Regions from separate parts of the Mus musculus genome. Here all the other regions are linked to region 4. Evidence: chromatin contacts called from public HiChIP or PLAC-seq and Micro-C data. All regions are on one chromosome and are shown on one strand. The core of a region is the stretch at or near the end of the contact, and the rest is flanking DNA. Distances in the headings are between cores, read along the strand shown.

Region 1 (3,681 bases), core at 891-3,390, 200 kb after region 4:
TCCTGAGTCTCTCTGCACCTGGTAGCTCATGCCCAACAATCAGGGATTTGAGACAATATGTTCTGAAGATCTTAGAAACATTCAAAAGGCATTCCTGACTCACATGAATTACATCCCAAGGCAGTAAGAATTAGCAAGGTGGGACTGCTGGTCAGCTGGGAGACATCTTGGTGAAATTGTGGGGAATGGAAAGTTGCCAGAGGGCTGAGGGAGGTGCATGCCCTCATCTTCCCAGAAAGAGAAAAGAAGGTAGAGTGGGGGGGGGGGGGTTACCCACCACCGATCTGCATGTTAATCTTGACAAAGTGTTGTAGAATGTTTGGTTCAAACAATGATGTAGAAGGTTTTTAAAAGGAAAAAGAATGCTCTAAGAGCTAGCCAGAGTTTATTAAGGACAAGTCATTTCTGGGTAATAGAGGCCTCAAGTAACACACCCTGCTGGCCTGGTATCCCTAGTGTGAACAAAGCATTTCTCAATCTCTCAGGACTCTGCAGTTGATAAGGATCAATTTGGAACTGGTGGTAGCATAATGAGATGTCTACATAAATCTTTGAGCTGTTATAGCCAGAATTTCTGACCTTGTAAATAATTAACCTGGTAAACCTAAGGGGGAAAAAAAAACCTACATTTTCTTACTCTGAGAAATTCAGCTTAATTCACAAAATGGTAGACACTAAGTTGGTAAACCCTAACAGCTCCTGTGGAGTGTGGAACCCATTTGTCTATGGTTTTTTTTTCCTTGATAAATTTCCTATCCTGAGATAAGAAGCTAAGACTATTGGAATTCATTATGCAAATGCTTTGGAAGAATTTGGGTAATATGTATGTTCTGTATGACCATAGGCTATAGTAACATGAACTCTGAAGTCTAATATGGGAAACCAAGACATGATTACCTCCTTGTAAAAATGAGGTAATCCTGGTAGGGGAAGATGGTGGATTGGCAGAATCTATCTTGCTTCCTGTGGTATGTTGGTGGGAGACTATCCTAAGGGTTAGAAATAAGAAGTATGTTGCCTTAACCTTCTGTTGGCATCAAGACCCACACATGCTTGTCCTTGCCATAAAGGAAAGGCGAGATGCAGTCAGTTTTGTCTGTGAAGACTGTAAGGTACCTATGAGAGAGTAGGGCAGTGTTCAGTAGGCTGACTAGCTGGATGTAGGGATCTATGGGCTGGAGAAGAATCCTGGCTTCGAGATACATTATGGAGTTTGCTTTGTTCTGCGCGTTTCAGTTAAGCGTTTATGTCCTGCTGCTCTCTATCTACCTCCCCTCTTTGTAGAAATCCCTTGGGGAATTCTCTGTTGCACGTTATTCCCTCTAGAGCTTAATCTCCATGAAGGCCACGGACCTGATTGACTCTAACTGGTATGTCTACAAGAAATGGCTGGTTCCATGCAATTTTTTCTCTAATAAGTAAAGAATAGACAATTAAAAACTACTCTAGCTATTACACAGCATTCTATTTCATCATTAATCATGGTGGTAGCTTTCAAAAAAAAAAAAAAGGCAACATTGTAAGTATCCCATGCATGGCAATCCACAGTGTCTGCAATTTAAATAAAATATGGCCTTAGGAATAGACATCGCTGTTGCATTCTATGGCTCTGTAAATCACTTTTTCTGGGGCATGAGTAATTAAACAGAGAGTCCATACATTTCTGAACTTGTTAACATTTTTGAAACCAAACCAGATACTAGACACGACATTCTCTCGCTGCTGTCTGGAATTTACGTGCCCGTGTCTAGGCTCGTTCTTTTCCACTATTTACTCTGGCTCCAACTCTTGGCATCCTCTTTCAAGTTGTTTGCTCTCGGTGTTTACAAAAGTCGGTTCCCACAAGCAAAGAAAGGGTGGGGAATGAGGCGGCCTGGAAGTGCTGCTTTCTGTTGTTAGAAACTCAGATCTGTGTGCTGTAATTGGGGTTATTTTTGAAAGCAACGGTGAATTCCGTGGGCAGTGCCAGTGGCTTCTTCCTGTGCACACATGGAATTCACGGTGCGCACTCTCACAGACGGGCCTCTGCTGTGTGTTAAGTCTAACTTTATTTCTGAGTTCTCCCTTAAGAGAGAAAACAGTCTTTGTAAAGTGCAAGGAAGACAAGAGCAATCCGAGCTCTGGGTTGCCAAATGAAGACAAAGACTCCGCTGGGCAGCTGATGCTCTGCCTTGTGTTGGTGAACAGGGAAAGATGAAAAGAAAGAAGGCTTTCAAGAGCCTTAATGATTTTGATGTTTTGATTAGGCTGGAGAGATGGTTTGGAAGTTAATTGTGTGTACTGCTCTTACAGAGAAGCTAAGCTCTGCTCCTAGCTCACAATTGCCTATATTTCCAACTAGGGGATGGGGTGGGGGTGGGGAGGATGGGGGTAGGGTTGGGGGGAGCATCATCTAACCTTTGTGGGCACTTACACTCATGTGCACATGCTCTCTCTTCACATACACACACACACACAATTTAAAATAAAAATAAATACTCCGGAGGCAGAGGCAGGCGGATTTCTGAGTTCGAGGCCAGCCTGGTCTACAAAGTGAGTTCCAGGACAGCTAGAGCTGTCAGAGAAACCCTGTCTTAAAAAAACCAAAAACCAAAAATAAACAAACAAACAAATAAACTTTTAATTATTATCTATTAAGTTATTTATTTACTTTATTTCTCAATTGCAGGATTGCAGCTCCCCTCCCCCCCCCCCCACAGTCCCTCTCACTTTCCCCCCACCTCTGACTCCTCCTCCCTTTCTCAGAAGAGGGAGGGCCTCCCCTGGATATCAACCAGTCTTGCCATATCGTGTTACAACCTGGGAACTTCAAGCCCTCTATTGAGACTAGACAAGGCAGCTCAGTTAGGGGAAAGGGATCCAAAGGCAGGCAATGGAGTCAGAGACAGTCCCTGCTCCTGCTGTCAGGGTCCCACATGAAGATCCAGCTGCGTAACTATTGCACATGTGCTCAGTGCTTAGGTCAATCCCATGCATACTGTCTGGCTGGCAGATCAGTCTCTATGAGTCTCCATGGGTCCAGGTTAGTAGATTCTGTAGGTTTTTATGATATCCTTGGTGCCTCTGGCTCTGGGGGGAAAAAAGATATTTTGATTAGGTTATAGGCTAAAAATACTTAGATTAAGTTGCTGTGACAAATGGAATTTTTATCAGTTCTGAGGCTTTTCTTCTTAGATTTTCAATGCTACACCCATGTATGTTCCCACAACAACTATAAGTGACTGACCCAAGAGCATTCAAATGGTCGCAGCAGCGTTCAAAACTGGGTTTGGGTGTATATGAAAGTTCACATGTACATGTAAACATGTGTGTGCATGTATGTGGAAGTCCAAGGTTGATCCTAGGAGTCTTCATCAATCAGTCTTGATTTTATATATTGAGGCAGCATATCTCATTGAACCCAGAGCTCGGTTTTGGTAGTCTGTCTGTTTTTCAGAGAATCCCTGTCTTTCCCTCCTGAGTGCTAGGATTACAGGAGGCCACCATGCCTGCCAACATTTACATAGGTTCTGGGATTTGAAATTCTGGTCCTCAAACTCGTATGGCAAACACTTTACCAGTTGGGCTTTCTCTCCAGTCCTCTTTCTTTTTAGCAGCAATATTCTAGTAAGAACTCAATGGCTGGCTATTAAATGAAATAAGTGAAAATTTAAACAGTTACTTTCAATATAAATATGGCTA
Region 2 (3,894 bases), core at 1,114-3,613, 240 kb before region 4:
ATCGGGCAGATAGGACGTGAATGTGGATGGTGGGTGGCAATGGGTGGAGCAAGGCTTTAAGTGAACGCTTTGTCAGTACCTAGCAGGTAAAAGAGAGATGGGAAGAAAAGAAATGCCCAAAAGAACATGAGTTCTGAAATCAAGTGAACAAATGAATCAATTTATTCTCCTTTTAGTTCCAGTTGTAGCAGTCACAAACCACACTGCAAAGCAGTCACCTGCATTCTGTTGTCTTCTCCATAGCTATGCTGAGTCACAGCCTCTCTTTTGTCATGGGCTGTTTGCTCAAAAGAGAGCTGCTGATGTTTTCCTTTGGAGGTGTAGACCAAAACCAAAAAAGGGAGTGATGTGACATGGTGGGTGTGGGATTGTGGGTGTGGCGTGGTGGATCTGGAATCGTAGGCGTGGTGGGGTGCTCTCACCTAGCGTCAGCTTTTGTGGTGAGGACCACTCATCTGATCACTGCTGTGGAGTCTCCGTGCAATGTGTCATCTATTTTGGCTAAATACTGTATTTCCACCTGTCTTAATTTTTGTAGTTTCAACATTGGTTTTCTAGTACTAATGTCTCTTTTTCAGAATCATTCTTTTGCTTTGTAAGCTGCCAGAAGAGAAGAGATGTCATTCCAAAACTTAGCTAGCAGCAGTCAGTCGCTGAATCAATATTACTGGCCAGCTGTCACGTCTCTCTCTGAGCCCTGTCAGCTCAGCTCTGGAAAGAGAAGAAATAGGCAGATCCCAAAACCCGAGTTTTCCCTGCTGCTTGGATAGGCTCTCCCAATAATTGGTTGATTTGCCTTCTCTCGTGAACAGTGGGACCACGTTGACAGTGTGCCTTTCTTTCTTTCTTTTTTTTTTTTTTTTTTTTTTTTTTTTTTTTTTTTTTTTTGGTTTTTTCAAGACAGGGTTTCTCTGTGTAGCCCTGGCTGTCCTGGAACTCACTCTGTAGACCAGGCTGGCCTCGAACTCAGAAATCCGCCTGCCTCTGCCTCCCGAGTGCTGGGATTGACAGTTTGCCTTTCTTCACTGAGTTCCCCAAGAAATTCTGTGAGGTCTTAGTTGATAATAGCCTATGATTTGTTAGGATTATTAATTAGTAAATTCCTTGTCAGCCTTTTCCCAGAGATGAAGCATATTTAACTAGGACCCTGAGTGAGTATAGACAAGTGGAAGTGAACTACAGAGCCCTGTAGACTACTCTGGCTCATTTAAGGGCGGAACACGTGGCCCTCTGTTATGTGAAGCTTCATCATGATAGCGAGGGACCCAAACGCTGAAGAAAATGATAGACTTTCCATGTCACTTTTGTTCCTATTGGGTGTGTTGTTAGTGCCACCCACTCAGAAACGTGGGACAATTGATGAGCATATGCTGCGGTCTACTACCTCCCAGACTCAGTTTGAGGACTGTGACGTACCCTCAGGTCTTGGTAGCTCGGGCTCTGCAGGACCTTATCCAGTTTATACCACTAGTTGTAGTTCTACCAGCTCAAAGCTGTACTTGAGCCCAATGAAAAGGGTTTGGTTTTTGTTTCCATTTTGTTTTTATAACATCCATGTCAACCTAAGTTGCTGTTTAGATAAGAACTCTCCTGGCCAAGAGTGAGGAATAAAATCTCCGAAGTGGATGCCACACACTTCCTGTCTGCCTGTTCATTCAGCAGGCCCTGAAGTGAGATGGCCAAGAGCCTTCATTCGGGTGGAGGGGCCCGTGCTGTGGCAATGCAGCTGGGTTTCTCACAGCACGCAGGAGAGCTTATAAATAGATAGACTTCAATCAACATGCTGCTTACTCAGGTATGCGCTCAAATATAGTAGCTGTATTCCTTAGACAGACGCTGCCACTAAACCCAGGACTATACTAATAAGAGCATAATCCTCGTGGGCTGCAGGTAGCCTTGGGCTCCGCCTTTCACAGCCAAGACCTAATAATAATTGTGGCTCGTTTGCTCTTCACCAGGAGAACGCAAAAGCTGAGCTGGCTCTTGAATTGTTTCCTCTGTGCTTTCAGTTAGCAGGAGTGGAGATGTGTGGCTTGCAGCAGAGGCCGTGTAAACCCTGGGCTGTGTGGCTGGGTGTACCTCTTGCTACTTGGCATGGTACACTTTCTCCTCCCCCTGGTTAACAACATCTGTGCCCATAGACTGTTTTAGTTTTTCCTTTGACCTTCGGACAAACAGCCGCTAATGCATTATGTGACTCCTTTTGCAGTATCAGAGTTTGGCTTTCTATGGGCAATTTTTATTCTATTTTATTTTATTTTGCCCCTTCCTTGGGCTTGGCTTTGTTCAGCCACACTGTCCTCCTCCCACGTTCTGCAGAGCTGGCTGTAATTAGTTCGCTTAACACAACACCAAAAAATTTCCCCTTGCCAGTGATGTCAGATCTGCCTTCCCTTTTATTATTCTGACTTATAAACTGCAGTGACCCGTGAGTCACCCTCGCCATCTCCTGGCCCTGTGCCCACATTGTGATCTATGAAAAGGGAGTCCTGCCAAGGGCTACAAGGCGGAAAACTGATATTATTATGGTCTTCTGAATGGTAACTCTGAGCCATTTTTTAATCTTTTGTGATGTTCTTGCCAGAAAGGGGGAGGGGATGGTAAATCATAGCAAAGTGAAGGAGCTAACCCACGCATGGCTAACTTTCTCCAGACAGGGGGCTCAAGTGGCTATCAGTATCTGTATAGAGTTAGTGCTGCTCACAGGCCAATGTGTGCTTTCAGGAGACTCAGAGACTCATAACCTCTCAGGCCTGTGTCTTCATCTATAGCCTTGTAGAGCAGGCATATAATAACATCAGCAGCCAAGAAGAGGCATCAGGGCTTTGGAAATGAAAATATGTAACAGAAAAACAGGGCAAGTAAGAAACCATTTGATGATAACCACTGGCACAATGCTAGCTGTAGACTCCTAGGGCTCCCCATGGTCTAGTGCTTGCAAAGCCCTGCTGTTCTCTGGGTTTCCATCTGTAGCGAGCTTTCCCTTGTTTCTGGGCTGAGGGTGAGGCTAAGGAAAGGGGCAGTGGAGAATGATGGACTATTTTATTTTATTTTATTTTATTTTATTTGTTAGGTAAAGGAAGAAAGGAGCCAAGTTAGAAAGATAAAGGGAAAAGGTGGTACGGATGGATGGCCGGAAGGAAGAAGAGACTAAGGATGGGGAAACAATCAGGAGGGGGGAGGCTGTGGGCAGGGACTGGAGAGGAGGGTATCAAAGCCTGGTATTGCATGAGCAGCAGTGCCATGGCAGGCCTCTTTAGTTGGTACAGCTAATGTATAACAGGTTTCTATAAGATGAAGTGGGCAGTTGACTGCCTGGATTAACTAGACTGAAAGCCCAGCTTTTATCCCTTCCTAGCTATGGCCACAGTCGAGCCCCCCAACCTCCCTGAGCCTCAGTCTCCTCAACTGCTGGCCAGCCAGAGTTATCAGAGGACTTAGGTGAAGTTTTCTGTGTGCAGATAAGACAAGTAACTCTTGGTGTCATCGAAACGGGCATTGCTGATGATCTGTCAGTTCTCAGGGGCCGTGAAGTCCCTGGATGAGGGCGACCTGCAGCGTGGCTCCAGTTTCTATAATCCCTGGTGTGTTTTGGGGGTGCAGGGGGGCGGTCATAGCCCTGTATTTTGAGAAACGATGGTGCAGAATATCTCAGTTGTCTGTGGAGCTTCAACGCTACTTATTGAAATCGTCGGCCTCTAGGAAGTCTGGTGCCAGGGCTGATAAAGCAGTCTCAGTAATTCTACAGCTGCTTGGCCAGAGACAGGCTTATGTCTCAGCAGTGCCTCCCCCTTTCCCCTTCTTCCTCTCTTCCCCCCACCGCTCCTCCTCCTCTTCCTCTTTCCTCCTCCTCTCTCTTTCTCCCTCTCCCCTTCCTTCTCCTCCTCTCTGATC
Region 3 (3,504 bases), core at 364-2,863, 160 kb after region 4:
TGAACATGCAGGCACATCACACATGTTTTTGCAAAAGTAAGAGGAGGGTGCCTTTATTTCAGGTAACTGGTTGACTGACAGAGTAGTTGGCAGACTTTCCACTCAGAAAAAGCTGATGTAGTAGCTTGCTACTGAAGGGAGCTGACTGACAGAATTTATTCTTGCTCAATGCAGATCAGTATTTTTTTTCTTGTATATGTTTGAACAGATTGGGTGAAGCCCATTCATATCATAGAGGATAAATATCTTCAGTCAAAGTCCTCTGGCTTAAATATCAGTGTTGTATGAAATAGCAGTAAAACCCAGACGACTCCAAAAACAACCGACAATCCAGTATCTGTTTAAATACCTAAGTCATAGTGCTTAGCCTTGTTCATACACAAACTTAGTCATTATTTCCAATCAAAATGAGTTTCCCATAAACCTAGAAAGTGTTATGTAAATGAAAATATGAAAGAATAAGGGTCAGGAAAGATAAGTGTATTAATACCTTTTGTTGCGTACTATGGATAAAACACTATGACCAAGGCGACTTAAGGAAGACAAAGTTTAATTTGCCTCCATTTCCAAAGGGTTAGAGTCCATAGTGTTTGGGACAGCAAGGGTCAGGCATAGCAAGAGAAACAGGAGACTGGGACCTCACAACTTGAACCACAAGTTGAATGAAAATAAAGGAAACTGGTAGTAGTGAGATGTGCATGTGTGTAATCTCAGAGCCTGTGCCCAGTGACACACTTCCTCCAGGAAAACTTTACTATCTAAACTTCCCCAAACAGTACTGCCAATCGGGGACCAAGTTTCCAAATGCTGTAAACTAGGGGGCACATTTCCCATTCCATCATCACACAGCAGGTTTCCTGAAAATTGGGGGGGGGGGACAGGCGAGTGGTAGATTCACATTTGAGAGCCACCCATGTCCCTTGCGTCTTCATCTGCCATCTGACTTCATTATTCAGATTATTCTCAGAGCATCTAACCTGGAAAGTCAGTCCTGTTGGAAAGGTGGAAATGTGCATCTAAGCAGGAAGGGCAAAAAAGTTGGATTGAATTGTGAGTACCAGGGGCTGGAGAAAAGGCAATTGGGATGACACCATAAGAGAGAAAAGGTATGGCTGAGATGGGGAAACAGACAGGAGGCCACCAACCTGGGGCTAACCTGACAGTGTTGTCTCACACAGAATCTGGTCCTGTAGCACGTACTACCCCAACCATGCACTATGCATGCATTAAGAGATATACAGCTGAAAGGCAAGGCTGTGTCTTGCTCTCGACTTTGCCTCTTGTGCCAGCATTTGAATGAAGTGCACTCACTCCTGATTTACATTAGAAGATCAGGGTGAGGAGACAGGAGTCAGATGATAACAGCTTGGTTACCTTTGCAGCATAGAATGAGGGCTTGAGAGTTTGCCTACTCTGATGTGCTTGCCACACTGAGACTTTGTGTATCTCAGCCGATCAGCAACCACTCCCTGTCTGCCATGTATGTTCTCTGGCCTTGGGTGAGAATTCCTGAGCTTCTGGGACAGCTACCCAGCTGCTGGTTTGTGGTACTAAGCTTGCTGCTGATTTTCCATGGTGCCTGGACATTCATCAGCCATTGATTTAGAGCCAACTTTTTACTCCAGTCTCAGGAAACAGTTGGTCAAAATTGTGATTAGTCATAGATGACTAGGTTGGTTAGATAGCTAGCTAATGGTGGAAATGTTTAACTTAAACACACATTCCTATATTAATATTTGTTAAAAATAGAATCCAGCCAGAGACAGGAATAATTAATTAAGAGTATTTGCTGCTCTGACACCAAGATGATTTAGAGAATGAACACTTAACAAATTATTCCCAGAATCTAGATTGATTTATCTTAAAGCAAGGTTTGTCATCCATGCTGTGAGGACCATCTTATGTTAACTTAAAATCGATCTGACTTGTTTCTTCAGTGACATCAGGCTTGTCTCTTTCTTTAGCGGATCCCCCTGTGATCTCAGAAGAGAAAGGGCCCTGTTACCGCCTTGTCAGTCCTGGAAGGCATTGTATGCACCCTCTCTCTGTTCATCTCACCAAGCAGATCTGCTGTTGTAGTGTGGGCAAGGCCTGGGGCCCACATTGTGAGAAATGTCCCCTCCCAGGCACAGGTAAGCCGTAACCACCTGTATATACACTAATGTTCCCAGCTCCGGGAACAAAGTGACCTCAGCAGTTTGGGTTACTTTAGGTTTCTGAGTTTAGCTTTTAATAGTATTATGTGTTTGTATTATTTCTGAAGAAAGCAGAGTTGGAGAAGTTCAAGTCAGAAAAGAAAATGTACATAGGAATTCCCCATTATTTATGGATTTCTTTTTACATGTTAAGCTAAGAAGATAAACCCTTGTATTTTATTATCAGCTTCTAGAATGAGGACTGATATTTAAGTATAAAACCAGAAAGCTCTACTAGGCAATGTGCTTTCCTAGTGGTTTGCTGTCCATGGTTTTACAGCCCAGTGGACATTGACTTATTTATTCAGTTATTAAAATTGCACTTGATTTCTCTAATTGGAAATACAAAGAATTGTATTCAACTATGAGAGTATGAGGAATCAATAAACTCCCAAGCAGAGTCAGGAGTTCAGTGGAAGAAAAGGAGGCATGACCTGCAAGCACTGGGCATCATAAGATCAAGGAAGGCGTGGCATCGATTTCACTGGCTTGGTACGGGTGCCAAGCATCACACTAAATTGCTTACTTTAGAGGAACTTCCCTTATAGGAACACGCATTAAATCTCTAGGTGTCTTACACGACATTGTGTAGTAAATCACACAAGAGTAGATAGGATTTAAATGTAAATTTTAGTATCATAGTTCACCTTTGGTAGTGGTTAGAGTCAAAAGGAACAGCTACGGCAAAAATAGGAGTTTATTGTCAATGAACTGATAGATGGATGCTTTTAGACTCCTCCCACAGGCTCTAGCACCCTCTTGTGCCTTCTGACACACTTATTACTAACAAAGCTTTGCCATTCATAGGCCCACATCTCTCCTTAAGGTCAATTTTGTCAGGGTTTTAATCCTTACATGAAGTGTAACTAAGATGGGGAATGTTCATCAGGGCCTCTTCCCAAAGTACAATTTCATTATGGTATTAATCATACAATTTTTTGTATTTAAGTTTTGCTCATGGGATGATTTTAATCAAATGTGTGCTTTGCTAGAAAACCATGCTTTGTTCTGGTACTGTCCATTTTTTTTTAAAATTAAGAATTCTCTGTCTTAGTAGATTCCGCCATTGAGTGAGTGAATCTGCAGAAAAACAGCATCTCAGCTTTAAGGGAATATTGTAGAGTTTTCTTTTGATTAAGGACTAATTCCAGGCCCAGTCCATTCAATAGACGATTTCTTGTTCTGTAAAAATGAGAAATGATTTACTTTACTTTCAATTTTAAAAGTAGAAACAAAAACTTGACCATAAGCCCCTTTGTTTACGTTTGGCAATTTGCTTCCAATCCCAAGAGCCCAGTGATGATGTAGA
Region 4 (3,680 bases), core at 1,105-3,604:
TGCTGTGATTATGCTACTGAGAGTTGAAAGGAAAAATCTAGATGCAAAATGGAGAAACTCTATAGCGCTAAAAAACAAAACAAAACAAAAAACAAAAAAACAAAAACAAAAAAACAAAAAGAAGCAAACATACCAACCAAAACAGAGCGCAACCATCTACTCTGTACCTTCTCGTTCAGAGTTGAGACCATGTGGTCAGGAAGCCTGGGTCTAAGGAGGAGACCCTGAGGAGGGTAGAAAACAGTGGTTCTCAATGTTCCTAATGTTGTGACCCTTTAATTCACTTCCTCATGTTGTGGTGACCCCACCAACCAAAACAATATTTCATTGCTACTTCATAACTATGATTTTTTTGCTACTGTTATGAATTGTAAATATCTGATTTGTAACCCCTATGAAAGGCTTTTGAACTCAGGTTGAGAACTACTGATAATATAAGAAAACATTCATTTCTAGGTGTGTGTGTGTGTGTGTGTGTGTGTGTGTGTGTGTGTGTGTTCAGTAACCAAATTCACATTGCGGTGGCAATCTAACTTGGATATGCAAGAGAAACAATGTTTCCCACTGTGAGGCTGAGAGGTCCAAGTTCTTCTAGATGTTAGCTCAGGCCTGGATAGAAATTCTCCTCAGCTTCTCTCCCACAGGATGACTTAGAACTGTGCACATGGTTCTTTTATTGAACTGTGGACTCCTTTTCATAGCTATGTATTTGACTTTTATGTTCAAATGATAAACACAGGAATCACTTACGTGCGTTTATACGTTGCTACAGGCTGGAATGACAATTTAGGATTCTGAAACCGTGGAAGGCTGATAGGCTGAGAACGGGGACATAAGTCTCTTTTCTTTCAATTTTCTCTTTCCTGTAAAGCTCACTGCAGTCCTAGCACATGCAAATATATCTGATTCCCTCTCTCTGTGGGAATATTTGCACTAGAGGTGATTTCATTGGAATTCTTAGCAATGCCTTGCTTTAGGTGAGTATTGGAGATCATATAAGTCCAAGGGTCATTTTTTTGCCAATGAGGACCATGGTTAATTCCTCTTAGGGGTTGAGGTTCAGGGAGGGAGAGAAGGTTTGAATGTGATTGTTTGCATTTTACAAGGTTAAATATTTGTAGTCTTTAAGGAGCAAGGGTGTGTGTGTGTGTGTGTGTGTGTGTGTGTGTGTGTGTGTGTATGTGTGTGTGTGAAGTATTATTGTGAGGGGGTAGAAAAAACAGAACTTCATACTTGTCCCTGGTTCTGGTCAAACTGGAATTTGTAGCTTTAAGACTGAGGAGACTTTCAGGACTAGCAAGTGCCGTGAAGCAGGGTTGGAGAGTGGAGGGGCTTGCCTAAGTGAAGGGCAAGACACGAGCCCTTAATTTGCACAAGTCATTTTAACACTGAGTGAATCGTAGACCCAGGTTTCCTATGTCGTTTCAGTTGGTGTCTATTTAATCTCAAATTCAATCCCAATCAGTTTGGGTTGGCTGCTTGGAGTGCTGTGTGACAATGGCTCACAGCAGAGGTTCTCAACCCCAAAACAGTCTTGAACCCCAAAGGGATCACAACAGATGTCCTGCAGATTGGATATTAACATTACACGTCACAGTAGCAAAATGGCAGTTATGAAGTAGCAACGAAATACTTTTATGGTTGGGGGGGTCACCACAATATGAGGAACTGTATCAAAGGGTAGCTGTATTAGGAAAGTTGAGAACCACTGGCCTAAGGGGAGGGTATAGGATGGGGTGGTCTCTGGTGCTTGCAATTATCCACCGCCTGCATAGTTTACACGACCCCACATAGTACCTTATTCTGTTGTTGCTTTTTTTTTAAAGCCCCTTTTGTCTACTCCTGCTGTTTCTTTTGCTGGTTGCCTCTCCCGGATACTTTGTTGCATCTAGTTCTTTGACCTGGAGTATGGATAAGGGAGTTGCTAAGCAGCCAGCCTCTCTTTCGGTCCTATTCTATCCTCCTGGATAGCTAAAGCCTCATACACTGAAGTCCCTCACCATAGCTGCCAGCTTATCCATCTCTTTCCTGCTTACTGAACAGTTATGGGGAAGAACAGGGAATTTAAGGCTTGGCCCTCCACCTTCCCTCCTCTCTTCTCTTTGTTTGCCCGAGGTCTTTGCTTCCTTGTGCGGTGTTCATTTCCTGGGCGTATCAACAAAGATTATGTGGGTGCAGTGTTTCTAACTTGCTCAAAGTTCAGGTCTCTGTTCTCCGAAACGCCATTTGTGATTCAGAGCCGTGAGTTTGGCCTATTGATTCTGATGGAAATCTGAGCATGGCTGCAGGCAACAAAATGACTCATGGCCTTGACTTCACTGTTGCCCTTATTTTAAACTCCTTAGAGGGAAAGTGTCACCCAGTTCTGACAGAGACTGTGAGCCAGGGCTGGGCTCCCCTTTGACTCAGGGATGTGTCACACTCTCTACCGGAAACTCACATTTTTAACACCAGTCATCATGAACTTGGCAGGAGGCCTTTTGGAGAGGTGTTGGTATTTGGTAGATTTATTTTTTTTCCCTGCTGCCCATGAAAAACAAACTCAGAAATCTGTTTTATTTCCCTCTTCCCCTTTGGAGATTTGTTTTGGAATAGTTTATCATTCCTCCATCTGGAGAACGCTTATTGTTGATCTGTAAATCGTGGTTCGCATAGGACCATGGCGAGGTGACTGCGGCCCTGGGCGAAGGGTAGAATAAACTGGGGCAGCTTGCCTGTTGGGGTGATGAAACCTCTTAGCTGGTGTTAGCGGTGGGTGGCTGGTGACCTGGCCAGTGACCACAGGTCTGCACTTCAAATACAGCTGGATTGACGTGAAGTCTTCTGAGGTCTTTGTGCATGCCTGTTCAGTTACTCACTGAAGTAGGTAACTCTTTTACTGCTCGGTGGTTCTGTGCTGAGAAAAAAAAATGCCCAGACTTGCCAGCCCATGCTAGGAACTTCCCAGAAGCCTAGAGGCCACAACCCATTTATGAGAACAGGGACTCCTAGCTCGTTCTCTGGTTTATTCTTATAGCCGATGAACGTTTCAATGGACTGTACTTCTAATTGGATGACGGTAGCTTCCTGAAGGCATGGCTATTTCACTCATTCATTGTTTGATGCCCAGCACTGGGGAAACCCAAGCAGAGAGGACTGTGGAGCTGTCAGATGGGGTGGGGCGGGGGATAATAATGGTCTTGTAGACTGTTTAAATCCTAGGTCAAGACTATAAGTTAGTTACCAGCCGAGATATTAGCCAGAAAATTCACCTCTGTGTGTCACTGTGTGAGCCTTGAAGAAAAGATTCACTAAAGCAGTGGCTTTTTCTTTTGCTGGCCATCAGAAAGACCTGTGCACTTTCTATTCTTTAGCTACACATTCTAGGGCCCCATCTTCACGATGGGCCTCAGTAGGTCTTGGTGGAGCTCTGATGGTGGGGCTCTTTGTCTCTTTCAAACTTTCTTATTGTCAGTGGTGAAGACTGTTACCTCTAACCCGTCCTTCCTTTATGAGTAAGTTTAACAGATGACCAGATAAGCAATGGCGGACCAAGGCTGGAGAGTTAAGGTACTTCTAAGCTCACTGACATATTTTAGATAGGACTTAGTTCTTTGTTCACTGAGTGAAGGACAACGGTGACATTATCTGGCCTCTTCCAGAGGGACCAAGAACACAGACATATTCATTACATTTCTGTT
Region 5 (3,595 bases), core at 753-3,252, 230 kb after region 4:
CTTTAAGTCAGGGTGAACAATATAATTCGTGTTAAAATGTCCTGCTGGCAAGTAGGCTTCTCTTGCCCAACATTGCAATCACTGTGGAAATTTTGTAAACAGCCAAGTACCACAAATAGCACTCCCATTACTACCACTGTCCTTGCTAGAGTCCCATCCTTGTCACCTGCCTTGATAGAGCATCCAGACACAGAAGAGTGAGTGGCTCATCTGTGAGACGTTCTTCCTAGTTGATAGATGAGTCTCACTTGGAAGTAGGGAGGAGAAAAATCTACAAAGCACAGATGTTCAGAGCCTGAGGAAACAAGGATTTCTTCTTCATGATTGAAAACAAAACAAAATGGAAGAATTTGTCTGAAAGAATACCAAACCACTTTCCTAACGAAATAGACATAAGTGCATCTTGTGATCACCTCTTGTGATGCACATAGGCTTTTCTGAATGTGACACCTAGTAGGACCATTTACTTTTGTTATGACTTTCACTGTCAAGGTCTTTAAAGACAGTTTTAATTTCTTTTTTTTCCATTTTTTATTAGGTATTTAGCTCATTTACATTTCCAATGCTATATCAAAAGTCCCCCATACCCCCCTACTCCCCTACCCACCCACTCCCCCTTTTTGGCCCTGGCATTCCCCTGTACTGGGGCATATAAAGTTTGCAAGTCCAATGGGCCTCTCTTTGCAGTGATGGCCTACTAGGCCATCTTTTGATACATATGCAGCTAGAGACAAGAGCTCCAGGGTACTGCTTAGTTCATATTGTTGTTCCACCTATAGGGTTGCAGTTCCCTTTAGTTCCTTGGGTGCTTTCTCTAGTTCCTCCATTGGGGGCCCTGTGGTCCATTCAATAGCTGACTGTGAGCATCCACTTCTGTGTTTGCTAGGCCCTGGCAATTTAATTTCTTTGTCTGTATATAAGCTGCCCTACCCATTCTATTTAGAAAATCACATTGAGTCTTCCATTGTTTCCTCCCCTGATTTCATTGTTCATGTTACCAAAGTGAGCGGGTAAAGAATGGGTGACCTTTAGTGAGTGTTATGCAGGAAGGAAGGGACATTGGAGTTCTGTTTTACCATAGAAGGTTTTGGGAAATTTTTGGGGCAGTAAAGAGAATATATTCATTGTAAAACTTGCAAATGTACAAAACAGGTTAACCTGACAAATGTGGACTTGTCAGCCATTGACACTGTCACAGCTTCCATACAGGCGCTGTCAGTTCCAGGCATCCTGAGCTGTGTTCCACTTATCCTTCTAATATTTGGAGGGTTCTTTTTTTTGCGGGGGAGGTCAGTTTACTTACTCACTGGCTTGTAGGTATCGTTAAATCTTGACTTTGTTTACATTGAAACATCAGTATTTGCTGTTCCGTTTTTTTTTTTTTCAGTAAAAATATATGAAGAGCAGAGCAATATAAGAAATTAGCAGTTCTTGTGAAAACATGCTTCATACGTGTGGGTTGAGGACCGAGCAATTACTGACAGCAACTCCAACAGATGACTAGCTTTGGGGATAGTATTACTAGTGATAATTTCTAGCATGACCCTTACTGGATCAATAAAACTGATGTAGAAATGTTGATATCAGGCAAAGAAAAATATGATATTTAGAGACCTCAAAAATTAGTCTCAGGTTTCAGAGTCAACCTTGACAAAACAGGATGATGTTTTCCACCTATCCAGATAGATGAGGGGAAAGTAGATCTGAGATCTCACAATATCAAGAAAGTGAAATATTTGTATGTAGGCCATTAAAGAATTGAAACAAAGAGCTGAGGGTCTAGCGTAATAGGAGAGCTCTGGTTTGGCCCTTCTGAGAAGCGAAACCAGCGCTGTACTTCAGTGAAGCCATTACCTCACCTCACTGTTGAAAACAAGAAACTGCAGAGCCGCATTATATCATTTTTATAAAATATTAATTGTTGAACAGCTAGTCTCCAGCAGGCACTTCACATTCCCTTTGCCTATTCATTCCGATCCAAAACATTACTCATCTAAACTTGCTTGGTGAGTCATTGTTACAGTAAACTGAGTCTGCAAGACGCCCAGTAATTCATAGCCAGCTGGGGGCTTGTTCACCTTCAGGCTAGTTATTCAGTTCCTGTGCTGGTGAACAGTAATAAAGGGCCATCATCTGCTGGAATGGCATGAAATTAATAACAAGGAAAGCAAGATAATCTAATTTTAAGAATCTGGATTGAGAATCCAATGGATTTCACACAGCTGAATTCACTCTTTTCCTCTCCTTTTAGTAGAGAAATAAGTTGCTGGTGAGGGTGTGTTGAAGGTTCCCCAACCCTTCAAGCCTAATACAGGCACAGGAAAAAGAGGAGTAGCCTGGTATCTGTCTGGGAGGTGCCATGATGGAGGTGCCCCCTTAGGCTGACTCTGGAAGGATCAGCATGAATTTCTGAGAAAAAAATAGGAGTGGAAGAGCCAATCAAGCAAAGAGTTTATACCATTCTAAGGTCAGGGAGCCCTTATACAAGGTCATCTACAGGGATGGAGTTCAAATTGAGAAGGTTTTCTGAGAACTGCTATCACACAGGTAGCCAGGAGCCCGATGAAGGAAGCCTTGTGCTCTAGCAAGAAGAAGATGGCGAACACTTTGAGCAAGGGAGTGGCATGCATGGGTTAACATTTACAAAGAGCACCTCAGCAATAGTTAGGTAAAGAGTGGATTAGAGGGAGGCAAGACTGGAGATACGGAAGCCAGCTAGAATACAGGGAATATTGAGAAAGATCAAAGGGTGGCTTAGGACAGCAGAGGGAGTTGCAGAAGGGAAGGGCTGGCATTAAGATTCCTGGTACGGGTGTCTAGTTGGAAGTGCTGAAGAAGGGTGTGTAGGAGAAATGGAGCTGATATGCGGAGGGCAGTGATAGCAAGTTCATGTGTTACTGCTGGGTCTATTTGGTCTTAGATAAATGTTTCACCAGGACTGAGCTAAAGCTTTGAGAGAGTCTGAGAATCCATCAGCATGGAAGTGCTAACTGAAGAATTGCTCAGCTTCCAGACCCCCAAAAAGGCTGCAGTGCAAAGAACAACATTATCTCTTTGACAGATGCCCACTTTAGAAAGTCCAGAGTTAGCAGTGGCCTCTGTCAAGTCAGTAACAGGATAGAACCCTTCCTCCCTGTTACAATCTGTAAACTTGCTATAATCCCAGCTTCCTGCGGGCATTCAGAGCAGCCCAATCAACTTGCCACATTAGATGCCATGAGGAAGAGCTGCTGGCTTTGATGTGAAATAATTGCACTGAGTTTTCGGTTCAATTCAGGAAGGCAAGGTAGGTGAAAAGGAGGAATGGAAAGGAGAAAATTCTCGTCCCCGTCAGGAAGAGGGTTTATGTTCTGTTTAAATCAAGCTGCTAGGCTGGACTAAGACAGTGGCAGAAAAATCAAGTGAAAATAATTAAGAATAAGAAGTGTACTTGGAAGAAGGATTGTGGTGAAAGATGAAGCCTTATCATTCACCTCCAAGGACTGAGAGTCTATGGGGAGCAGATTGGGGAAAGCTGGCCTGCCGCAGTTCCCAGGAATCCTGAGCTCCGGCAGATGTTCATCTGCAGTCCATGGATGGTGGACCAAGAGAAACA
Region 6 (3,604 bases), core at 484-2,983, 140 kb after region 4:
GTTTTACAGAAACTGTTACTTGAATAAATCCAGGTTTACATCAATCCATTGCCCTCTTCTCTACAAAAGATGATAGCTCTGTCTTTGAATGTAGTCTTAACTCTGACAGATTTCAAAGAAACACATTTTAGAAAGGCAGTACTAACTTGTTTCAGGGTGAGTTTTATTAAACTTCTGTTCTTCCCCCCCCCCCAACTGACTTTTTCTTCCTTTTTTTCTTCTCAGTCATCAGTTTCATAAAGCTTTTATAAAGACTTTTATAATTGTCTCTCCCTCTCATCTTAAAGGGACATCTCATTTGCTACAGTCAGATGATGTTTATTTATCGACTGAATTGATACTCTTGCTTGTCTTTAAAACCCTTTTAAGTATTTTTATTTTATATATATGCATGTTTTGCTTGCATGCTTATATGTGTATCCCATTTGTGCCTGGTACCCACAGAGTTCAGAAGAAAGTGTCAAATCCCCTAGAAGTAGAGTTATGTATGGCATGAGCCACCGTGTAGATGCTGGAAACTGAGCAACAAGTGCTCTTAACTACTGAGCCATCTCTCCAACTTCTCACTTGCCCTTTAAACCTTTTTGTTTAACCTAAAAAACCTACTACTTGTCTTTTTAAAACTACTCTCCCAGCATGGTAATTTTCTGTAAACCACCTCTTCCTTTGTCTGCCCTTCTGATTCCTAGTTTCTCAAACATACAGGGTCTCTGATTACCTGAAGTATTCATTCAATTTGTTGACACTACTTAGCGTTTGTTAGAAATTCCTGCTAAAGTTTGTGAACATTGGTTCTTCCTTAAAGAGAGAAAAAAGTCCCATGAGATCCTCAGTAGTCAAAGAATGTCTCACATGGATTTTCCAAGGGGGCCGGATGATGGTTAGTTAGATGGATTTCCACGAAGCAGGCTGGTTGAATGATAACGATCCCACATTACTTAAAGACCTGTTTACCTAAATTATTTTGGTTCTCTGACTGAAGGGACCTCTGGGATACATTTGAAATTATTTGAAGAACTTGGTGTTTTAGAGTTGGGGTGACACAAACGTGACTGCCTCCCGCTGTCATTCGCTGTTGATTCTGATGAGTCATTAACCTGGAATCTGTATCTAAATGGCTAAAAGCACACTGCCATCTGCCCCATTCATTTGTCATGTGTGTTTGTCTAATGCTGTTGTGGTAGAGACATGTTTCCCCCTGTTAGGTCTAAGGATGGGGGTGAGAGAGGATCCTCCAACCTGCGTTCTGGTCTCCTTCTGTTTCTTTATATATTTTTCTTCTTCCCCTTTATTTTTCTTTTTCCATTTGTTGGCTGCTTTGTGCCTTTTCTCCAATCTTAGCTATTTCTATTTTTTTCTCTTTTCTAAATTCCAAAGGAGCCGAGAGTGACAGATGTTAGGAGTAAAGGGGTTCACATCATCTCCCCCCTTAATTCCTAAGGCTATTATTATTCCTGACCTCCAGCCATTTGTTTCTAGCATTGCATCATCTGGGCAGGAACCCACTGCTTTATATGGTGTTGTTAGCGCCACAGCTCAGTACTGACGATGACTTCAGCGGAATGGGAAAGTACAGAGTCGCCCTTTTTAACAAAAACGTTGGTGAAAATAAGCCCGTGGCTCATTTGATGTCTGAATTGAAGAGATGGCTTTGGTTTCAGAGTGGTAGGGATGAGGAGTGAGGTGAACTCTCACATCCTGGCATTTGCTGTGCTTATACTGTCTGAAGTGACTCACCAGCAAGCAGCACACTCAAGGTCACATTCTTCTTAAGATCTTTCCTTCCCTTGTTTGGCACTACTCTCTAAATGGTATTCATGCTGGAAGAGAGCAGACGGTCCTTGGCTTCTATATATGATGGTTGGGGTTCCATGACCTTGTTTAGTTTGTACTTTGTTTTGTTTTTCTCCAAATAGTTCAAACCTCAACTTTCACGTGGCTTTCATTTAATGAAGTTTTGTTTAGCCTCATGCAAAAACCTTTCATTGTCAATAATTTTCTTTTTGCTATTGAAAACTCAATTTTAAATCTACAAATTGTTTCATTAACTAGTTTATCATCTATTAGCGATGTGCTTAGTGTGAACAAGTCGATTGTCTCCTCAAAGTTTTAGAAGAAAATTGGCTTAGAATCCTAAGCAGAGGGAGACAAGGTCATCTGGTCTGGCTCCATGCCTTGAAGAGACTGCTGAATATGATCCTTTTGTCACTGAAGGACTCGCAACTGAGGTCCCGGTTTCTGTAGGCACCCACATTGGTGTCTTCATTGTAGGGGACAACACTGGACTTGAGGCCAATGGATGAATGAAGCAACTTCCACATGCCAATGTTTCCCCTGTTAGCCCACTGTTTCTTGAAACAAGTATCTGTAGGGGAATGCATCTTATGATGGGAATATTTAATAACGAATTAGAAGATAATACAAAGCAGTCTTAACGTTCAGTTAATACAGTAAAGGTTTCCTGTCAACTTCCTAGGAATACAGCTAGTGCAATAGGAAGCACACTGAGAACAAGCATGCAAGCATGAGGCGGAAGTCTCTGTTGGTACTCATAGCTTGTAAATGGTCAATCTATTGGTGTGGTAAATGGCACCACATCTAGCAGCTTCCGATCACAAGAACTTAAATCATAATGAATGCTTTTCTTCCCGCCATTTACAGCCTATCATGGATATACTCAAATGATGGAATGCCTACAAGGATATAAACGGGTTAACAACACCTTTTGTCAAGGTAAGGCTTTTGGAATGTACTGATGTGGACCCCCTGGGTAGAAGCTTGAGTTCTTTTGTCACATGATGCTCCGGGGCCCAGCATGTGACAGTTACATGGTAGATGTGTGATGTCCTGCTCTCTCCAGGTGGCTAAGGGCATACTGATATGTGATTGGTAAAGTTTTTACTTACTCTTTCAAGCTACTGGAATGCTTACCATTTCTTAACTTGTGGCAAAACCCTGCAGGAGCGTGGCTAGCACTGAGCAGACCCGGGTCCCCACACTGGTTATGTTCTATGTGTGCACGGGTACCCGCACCTGTGCCTGCTTAGCCGAGGTACTTCCCTGCTGACCTATCATCTACAACACAGTTCCCTTTTCTCCTCCCATGAGTATTTTGCTACCCATCTCAGATTTTGTAAGAACTAAATACTGGCCTGAACAGGTGTCCTCTAGGCAGCCAGAAAAGCCAGAGCCTTAAATGTGAGATGCCCTGAGTACTTTGCTTCATTTTCTTAGCATCATAGGGAAGTTGTAGATACTGGGAAGACCTCATAATTTATCAAGTCTTGGGCCTAGAAGTGAAAAACCTAAAGCCACACTGAGAGGTTAGATGTCTTCTGTGTGGCTGGGTAGAGTTGAAAGCATATCTCAATTTGACCAGTGCCTGCTTCAGGACTAATATCATCAAATTTTCATCTAGTTACTTAGGGGAACCACTGCCAAGAGTCCTCAGGCAGCGCTAGGATTTCTTCATACTTAGTCTGTAAATTATTTCTTTATGTCGTGTTCTAAGAATTTACTTCAAAGTTTCTTGGTTGTCTATGGCTTCCAATGAGAGCCCAGCTTTACTGATTCATGAACTTAGAGTCTAGAGTTCATTACAGAT

The links. A called contact is a pair of places that touch in the nucleus more often than the background predicts. HiChIP or PLAC-seq counts read pairs in DNA pulled down with a chosen protein or histone mark.
Region 1: a FOXA1 HiChIP or PLAC-seq map of pancreatic cancer cells shows a contact between it and region 4. The contact joins two enhancer-like sites. A contact is called at or near these places in 2 of 115 datasets of contacts at active chromatin or transcription factors (neural progenitor cells and pancreatic cancer cells) and 1 of 9 other capture datasets (adipose tissue).
Region 2: a contact with region 4 is called in a FOXA1 HiChIP or PLAC-seq map of pancreatic cancer cells. The contact joins two enhancer-like sites. A contact is called at or near these places in 3 of 484 Hi-C or Micro-C datasets (muscle stem cells and nephron progenitors) and 1 of 115 datasets of contacts at active chromatin or transcription factors (pancreatic cancer cells).
Region 3: a Micro-C map of muscle stem cells shows a contact between it and region 4, with 5 times the contacts expected there. The contact joins two enhancer-like sites. A contact is called at or near these places in 4 of 484 Hi-C or Micro-C datasets (3T3-L1-derived adipocytes, the C2C12 cell line, muscle stem cells and 1 more) and 2 of 115 datasets of contacts at active chromatin or transcription factors (the HPC-7 cell line and pancreatic cancer cells).
Region 5: a contact with region 4 is called in a FOXA1 HiChIP or PLAC-seq map of pancreatic cancer cells. The contact joins two enhancer-like sites. A contact is called at or near these places in 2 of 484 Hi-C or Micro-C datasets (B cells and muscle stem cells) and 1 of 115 datasets of contacts at active chromatin or transcription factors (pancreatic cancer cells).
Region 6: a FOXA1 HiChIP or PLAC-seq map of pancreatic cancer cells shows a contact between it and region 4. The contact joins two enhancer-like sites. A contact is called at or near these places in 10 of 484 Hi-C or Micro-C datasets (the C2C12 cell line, the Patski cell line, cortical neurons and 4 more) and 3 of 115 datasets of contacts at active chromatin or transcription factors (embryonic fibroblasts, pancreatic cancer cells and vascular smooth muscle cells).

What each region holds. Positions count from the first base shown.
Region 1 is chr17:75,305,446-75,309,126 of GRCm38.p6, forward strand. The region is part of intron 19 of Ltbp1 (latent transforming growth factor beta binding protein 1); the gene reads left to right. Among named protein-coding and RNA genes, the nearest start is that of Rasgrp3, 130 kb to the right of the region's middle. Within about 2 kb of position 2,141, at least 44 of the 459 cell types and tissues checked have an H3K27ac peak or open chromatin away from gene starts, as enhancers often do. A contact at or near this core is called in pancreatic cancer cells, where this site is marked.
Region 2 is chr17:74,864,643-74,868,536 of GRCm38.p6, forward strand. No RefSeq gene overlaps it. Among named protein-coding and RNA genes, the nearest start is that of Gm31759, 84 kb to the right of the region's middle. Within about 2 kb of position 2,364, at least 75 of the 459 cell types and tissues checked have an H3K27ac peak or open chromatin away from gene starts, as enhancers often do. A contact at or near this core is called in muscle stem cells and pancreatic cancer cells, where this site is marked.
Region 3 is chr17:75,271,903-75,275,406 of GRCm38.p6, forward strand. It overlaps Ltbp1 (latent transforming growth factor beta binding protein 1), which reads left to right. Exons shown (of 34, transcript NM_019919.4): 11 at 1,965-2,132. Among named protein-coding and RNA genes, the nearest start is that of Rasgrp3, 160 kb to the right of the region's middle. Within about 2 kb of position 1,614, at least 25 of the 459 cell types and tissues checked have an H3K27ac peak or open chromatin away from gene starts, as enhancers often do. A contact at or near this core is called in the C2C12 cell line, muscle stem cells and pancreatic cancer cells, where this site is marked.
Region 4 is chr17:75,108,262-75,111,941 of GRCm38.p6, forward strand. All of the region lies in intron 3 of Ltbp1 (latent transforming growth factor beta binding protein 1), which reads left to right. Among named protein-coding and RNA genes, the nearest start is that of Ltbp1, 100 kb to the left of the region's middle. Within about 2 kb of position 2,355, at least 84 of the 459 cell types and tissues checked have an H3K27ac peak or open chromatin away from gene starts, as enhancers often do. A contact at or near this core is called in the C2C12 cell line, embryonic fibroblasts, muscle stem cells and 2 more, where this site is marked.
Region 5 is chr17:75,343,284-75,346,878 of GRCm38.p6, forward strand. All of the region lies in intron 24 of Ltbp1 (latent transforming growth factor beta binding protein 1), which reads left to right. Among named protein-coding and RNA genes, the nearest start is that of Rasgrp3, 91 kb to the right of the region's middle. Within about 2 kb of position 2,003, at least 37 of the 459 cell types and tissues checked have an H3K27ac peak or open chromatin away from gene starts, as enhancers often do. A contact at or near this core is called in muscle stem cells and pancreatic cancer cells, where this site is marked.
Region 6 is chr17:75,249,683-75,253,286 of GRCm38.p6, forward strand. Ltbp1 (latent transforming growth factor beta binding protein 1) reads left to right here. Exons shown (of 34, transcript NM_019919.4): 9 at 2,662-2,733. Among named protein-coding and RNA genes, the nearest start is that of Rasgrp3, 180 kb to the right of the region's middle. Within about 2 kb of position 1,734, at least 38 of the 459 cell types and tissues checked have an H3K27ac peak or open chromatin away from gene starts, as enhancers often do. A contact at or near this core is called in the C2C12 cell line, embryonic fibroblasts, muscle stem cells and 2 more, where this site is marked.